Regions from separate parts of the Mus musculus genome. Here region 2 is linked to region 1. Evidence: chromatin contacts called from public promoter capture Hi-C data. All regions are on one chromosome and are shown on one strand. The core of a region is the stretch at or near the end of the contact, and the rest is flanking DNA. Distances in the headings are between cores, read along the strand shown.

Region 1 (3,023 bases), core at 296-2,795:
AGCTGCGATAGAGGCAAGGCCTTGCCCCTGCCACTCAAGCCGCCTGCTATCCTGGCACTTGTGTGGCTCAGGGTACCCCAAGCCGTCTGAGGGAAGCTAGCAGGCAAGGGCTGAGCTGTGCCCTTTGACCTAATTATGTCAAGATGATAGCCGCATCTAAGCCACACCAGGACCTATGCAAGCAGTAGGATCCCCCAGAGTCCGAGTCCTCCACTCCCTGCTGGCAAGTGAAGTGGGTGTGACGAGCCATGAGGACCAGGAAGTGCCCATTAGTCACTCGGTGCTCCTGGCAGGGTAACCCTTATAAATGGTGTCAGCTCCCCAAGTTGTCCTGTAACTATAAATGTAAGCGTATTTCCTTAGCTCATTATCCAGAGATGGCCAGGATGGGGAGAGGGACGGGGTTGCACTTTGCTTCTGCTTGTGGCCTCTGGGGGAAGGACCTGCAGTGCAGTCTCTCCACACTGTGGGTTCTGCTATAGGCTTCTAGAGATACAGGTTGCCGTGCCAGGATCCTGCTTACTGCCCTTTCCTCGCAGCTCCCCAAGTCTCCAAGTCAGTGGTACTGCATGAAGAAATCCTGCTGTGAAAGCCTATTGGATTCGGGTGTAGGGAGATGGGTGTGCCTGAAGCAAAAGCATGGGTACTCACAGGAGTCCTATTAGGTGTTTCTCTGATAGTGTTCCCAATCATGCCAGGGAGTCTACCACTGAGATCTCAGGCTGAGGCCTGAGAAGGAGAAAGTGACCCCTCACTTGCCTGGCTTCCTTAGCTTGCTCCTGAGCTTTGCAAAAAACCACCCTAGACCCCACTCTACAAGCTACAGAACAACACTACTGTAACTACCTACTAAATAAAGCCCGTGGCACTGGTCTTGGAATTGAGCGAGAGGTGGAGCCTGGGGGTGATGGGCAAGGCCTGCCCCTGCTGCATGGGCCTTCCACAGATGCTCTCTCCCGCACCCTTCTTGGACTCTGAGGTTGCCAGCTTTGTCTGTTGCGATGATTCATATCTATAATCTCAGCCTTTGAGAGGTAGAGGCTGGAGGATCAGCCCTCTATGCTACATGAGATCCTGCCAACAGAGTCCAGTTCCCACTGTTCCCTGCCCTGCCCACCTCTTCCTTGCCACCCCAGACCTTGTTCCATGGGACCAGACTCTGACTTAGGTCCTTGTTGATCCCTTGGTAACAACAGCAGTTATAGTCCTCCAATTCCCTCCCATTCCATTCAGTATTCAGGCCTGAAAGCCGAAACTGTTGTAGGTGTCTCATTACCACCTCTATCCCAGCTCCAAGCCCAGGAGCCAGCCCCCTTCCTGCTCCTGAGCCTTCCCAGGCAAGGCTCTCGCTCAGCAGCTCCTGTTACCAAGTTTGTAACCAGAACTGACAGCGAAAAGCATCAGGGACTGAGGAGCCTCCCAGGACAGGCAAGGGCCTCCTCCCAGCAGCACCAGTCAGGAAGCATCACCATAGCAACCCTAGCAGCAAACAATGGTACCAGAAAGGGCTTTCCTCCAAAGCCGCCTCTCCTGGCTCTGTGGCTCAGAGGAAGAATGGCCAACATCCCGAAGAAAACATCCCTCCAAAAGTCAAGCCTGAGCCAAGTATCTCGTACCAGGGAGCCTTTCCTGAAGGTAGAGTGGGGCCCAACAACGCAGCCAGCCTTTCAGGTTGTCCTGAGCAGTAGTCTCTGGTACATAAGCCAGTTTCTGCTTTCATCCTGTGGTACCCTAAGTTGGAGCTCAGAACAGAAAGGAGAAGCCTGGGCAACAGGTTGAAGAGGCCTTATCTAAAGGACTTGGGATCAGAAATGTGCTTAGCTTTGGGATTTACTTTTGGATTTTGGAGTATGTGTATGTATGTCAAACTATGTTGGGCAAGGACCCCAAACTTAATATAAAATTCCTTTGTTTCATATGTACCTCGTACACAGCCTGGAGGTGATTTAATGCATGCAGCATTTTTAGGATGTCTATGATTTGACTGAGGCTCATCACAAAGGTCAAATGTGGAATTTTCCACTTTGAGACGCCATGCCTTTGCCCAGGGTGGGTGGGTGGATATTTTTTTAGCATTTGTGATACATTTTCAGATTTTAGGGCTTTTCGTTTTGTTGAGGCAGTCTTGTTATGTAGCTCGGGCTAGCTTGATACTATCAGCCTGCAGTATCTCTGTCTCAACCTTCTCAAGGGCTGGCAGTATAAATCTGTGCCAGTATGACCAGTTTTGGTTTTGTTTGTTTAATTTTGAGACAGAGCCTCCCTATATAGCGCTGGTTGAAATGCACAGCTGGACCAGGTTATTGCCAACCCTGTGGAGTGCTGCCTCCTAACTGGAGTTACAAGCACTTACTGTCATGCCTGGGATAGACTAGGCATGTTTGTGTTAGCTCACAGACCTCTCCTCTTGTAGAAGACTTAGGGAATTCGGTCCAGCGTGGCATGCCTTTCATTTTAGCATTCTCCAGCCTGCTCCACAGGGGTACATGTGAGACCTCGCCTCACAAAACCGGGAGGAAGGAGAGAGAGAACAAACATGCAGGCGGCCACTGAGCCGACTCGGGTGCTGAGATCAGTTGCTGCACCTGACAGCCTGAGTTCCAGCTCTAGAATGCACACGGTGGAAGAACAGGCTCCTACAAGCTGTCCTCGGGCCTCCACATGCATGCTATGACATGTGTGTGTTTACACACGCACTAGGGTTTCTGATTTTAAGAAGTAAGACTTGGGGATGGTACCGAAGAAACTGGTGGGGGTATTGGAGTGAGGAACGCCCTAGAGAGGCTGAGAGGGAGGGACATTTCTGTCCTGGGCTGACTATGAACAAGCTCTTCGCCGTGTTTCATATAGCTAAGTACACTGAGTTTGAACACAGCTTAAACCCGAACTCTACTCAGTTGAGACCTTGTGTGAATTCCTTACTGCAGCAGAGTCTTTCCACATGTGACATAGGGACTTGTCAGTTTTCTACTGCTGTGACAAGATACTCGTGGTAACTCAAAAGAAGACAGGGTCACCTGGGC
Region 2 (2,774 bases), core at 235-2,734, 250 kb after region 1:
CATGCCATTTGTAATAGCCTGCACAAGACCTTCAAAAACTCAAGTCAGGCAAAGGTCCAGCATGGTGGGGGGAGTTGGGTATGGACTTCCAATGTCATCTGGGGAGTCATTGACAGCTGATGGCTGCTAGGAGTGGGAGAGTCAGTTTTGTTCTAGGATACAGTTCCTAAGAGGCCACCTGTGCTCCAGGGCATGACCCAAAAACCATGCACACACTGGCAGAGCTGACTAGACTCAGTGGGAAAACAGAACCCCAACCTTTAGCTTCTCAAGTCCCTTCTCCATGTTTGCAGTCATAAATAGGGAAAACAAGCACTTGCCTGCACCTACCACACATAACTGGCTCCCTCAAATCCCACTCTGATCAACAAAACCCTCCACTTTCCCAGAAACAATGTAAAGTTTATAACGCAGTTTTGGTGACTTTTTTCTTTGTACTTTTTTCCAAACTATTTTTTTTAAAGATTTATTCATTTATTATATGTAAGTACATTGTAGCTGTCTTCAGACACTCCAGAAGAGGGAGTCAGATTTCGTTACGGATGGTTGTGAGCCACCATGTGGTTGCTGGGATTTGAACTCTGGACCTTCAGAAGAGCAGTCGGGTGCTCTAACCCACTGAGCCATCTCACCAGCCCTCCAAACTATTTTTTAAAACTAGTTTCTGACAAACAGCCTTAAAGAGTTGTGGGTTCACATTCTTGACACAGTATAGAAAGGTTAGATTTTAAGCACTGCAGTTTTAGATAAGGAAACTCAGTTATGTCACAGAACTCCATACCATACCATGACCACTGTAGACATACTTTTGGCCTCTGTGTCTGTCTCTTTTCATCCATCCCTAAGTCATGGTACCCTTCATAAATGCCTCCTATCAGTCTTCCACATTTCTGGCAAACAGGGTGCTACATCCCTCAACTCCTCCAGTGCTCAGTGCTAGAATGGCACGGAGAGGAGTCGTGGTGTTTGTGTTCTGTAGAGAAGTTTGGACCAGGCAAGATGCTTTATAGTGAGTCTGCCTTACTTTCTCCTTGTAGATGTAAAATATCCTTTCTTCAGGGCCCGTAGCTAAAGACAAAAGGAATGCCTACCCAAGTTTCACACTGACTGACTGATTAAAGATGGAACCGATGAGCTTTTTATTAATCCAAAGTTGTAGCCATCTACACTCTTCAGCGCTGGTAGATGGTTGCTCACTTTCATAGCAATAACTTAAAACTGTAAGAAAATCATAACTCTGGAAGATATTTTAATACTACAAGGAAAAATAAAGTGACTGACCTGGGGGAAGAGATGGGGGTGACTCATGCCAAGCCCCTGGAGTCCTGGGTGGCTTTAAACCAAAGTAGACCCTTGCTGTGTCCATTGTGCATAGGAGATGCATCACTGAACTGGTGAGCAGGGGCAAACTCCAAGGCCTTTGGGGTGAAGTGAGCAAAAGGAAGTCCTCTGTGAATGCTCTGCTCTGTGCCTACACCCACTGACTCCTGTCTCTGAGGGTTTCTCCATGGTTACCGACTGACCTTGCTGTCTGTCCTGCCCACACAGCTTACACACTGCTGTCTTTTTTCTTTTCTTTATTCTTCTCCCACGCAAAACACTCTGACCACAGCCTTCCCTCCCTTCTTTCCTCCCAGTTCCCCTTCCTCTCCACTCCCCCATCCACTGCTCCTTTGTTTCCCTTCAGAAAAGAGCAGGCCTCCCAGTGACATCAACTGAATACAGGATAACAAGATGCAATAAGAGGGCACAAACCCTCTTACCAGGGCTGGATAAGACAGTCCAGTAGGAGGAAAAGATTCCCATGAGCAGGGAAAAGAGTCAGAGATACCTGAACTCCAACTGTTAGGAATTCCAGAAAAACACCAAGCTTACAGCTATAGCATATATACAGAGGGCCTAGTGCAGACCCATGCAGGCTTCATGACTGCTGCTTCAGGCTCTGTGAGTCCCTATGAGCCCTGCTTAGATGATTCTGTGGGCCATGTTCTCCTGGTGTCCTCCATGCCTCTGGCTCCCACAATCCTTCCTCTGCCACTTTCATGGGGCTCCTGAGCTCTGCCTAATGTTTGGCTGTGGGTCTCTGCATCTGCTCTCATTACATGTTATTGTCTTAAGAAAGGAAGGTGTAACATGTGGTCTTCTTTTGTTCTGAATCTGGTAACCATTTGTTTTGAGTTATTCTCTCTTGCGTGCGCCCGACTCACCAGCAAGAACGATGCTGCAACAGGATCCTTCTGCACAAGTTTATTGGGAGAGCTTGATAGCAGAGGCAAAGAGATCCCAAGCCCAGAACTGGTGCTGCTTATATAGGCCTAGGAGAGGTGTGTCTCACACCCGGATTGGTTATGCATGGGTTATGCTTACCACCTCATTTGCATTTCTCACATCTGATTGGTTAACTTGACTCTCATCTGATTGGCTAGCTTCTCTCTCATCTGATTGGTTAATTCTCAAAACCTCATCTTGGCAAAAAACTTTACTGCCTATGTATGCGTGGTGGCCAGCGGAAGCCAGTGCCACCTTGCAACGGCACATGTGGCTTCCCACAATTCTCTCAAGGTGAATGCAGCCCAGGGTCTGTGAAATGCAACATTCTTCCTCAATTCAAACTTAAGTGACTTCTTTTACCAATTTACTGGCAATCAAGATACAACAATATACTATGCTATGTTGTAAAAATAAATAGTAATATGTGCAAGTCCACAGTTATATGTGACATGAGTTGAAGCTCTAAGATCCTCCTGAAACAGTCATGCTGTGAAGGAAGCTGT

Evidence for each region. Promoter capture Hi-C pulls out the DNA fragments that hold promoters and counts their contacts.
Region 2: a contact with region 1 is called in a promoter capture Hi-C map of hippocampal neurons, with 3 times the contacts expected there. The contact joins the promoter of Klrb1a here to the promoter of Tex52 in region 1.

Annotation. Positions count from the first base shown.
Region 1 is chr6:128,373,965-128,376,987 of GRCm38.p6, forward strand. It overlaps Tex52 (testis expressed 52), which reads left to right and starts at 1,546. Exons shown (of 3, transcript NM_027697.1): 1 at 1,546-1,635. The coding sequence starts at 1,555. It overlaps Foxm1 (forkhead box M1), which reads left to right. Exons shown (of 8, transcript NM_008021.4): 8 at 1-1,922. The coding sequence ends at 2.
Region 2 is chr6:128,621,450-128,624,223 of GRCm38.p6, forward strand. Klrb1a (killer cell lectin-like receptor subfamily B member 1A) reads right to left here and starts at 1,485. Exons shown (of 6, transcript NM_010737.3): 1 at 1,282-1,485. The coding sequence starts at 1,384.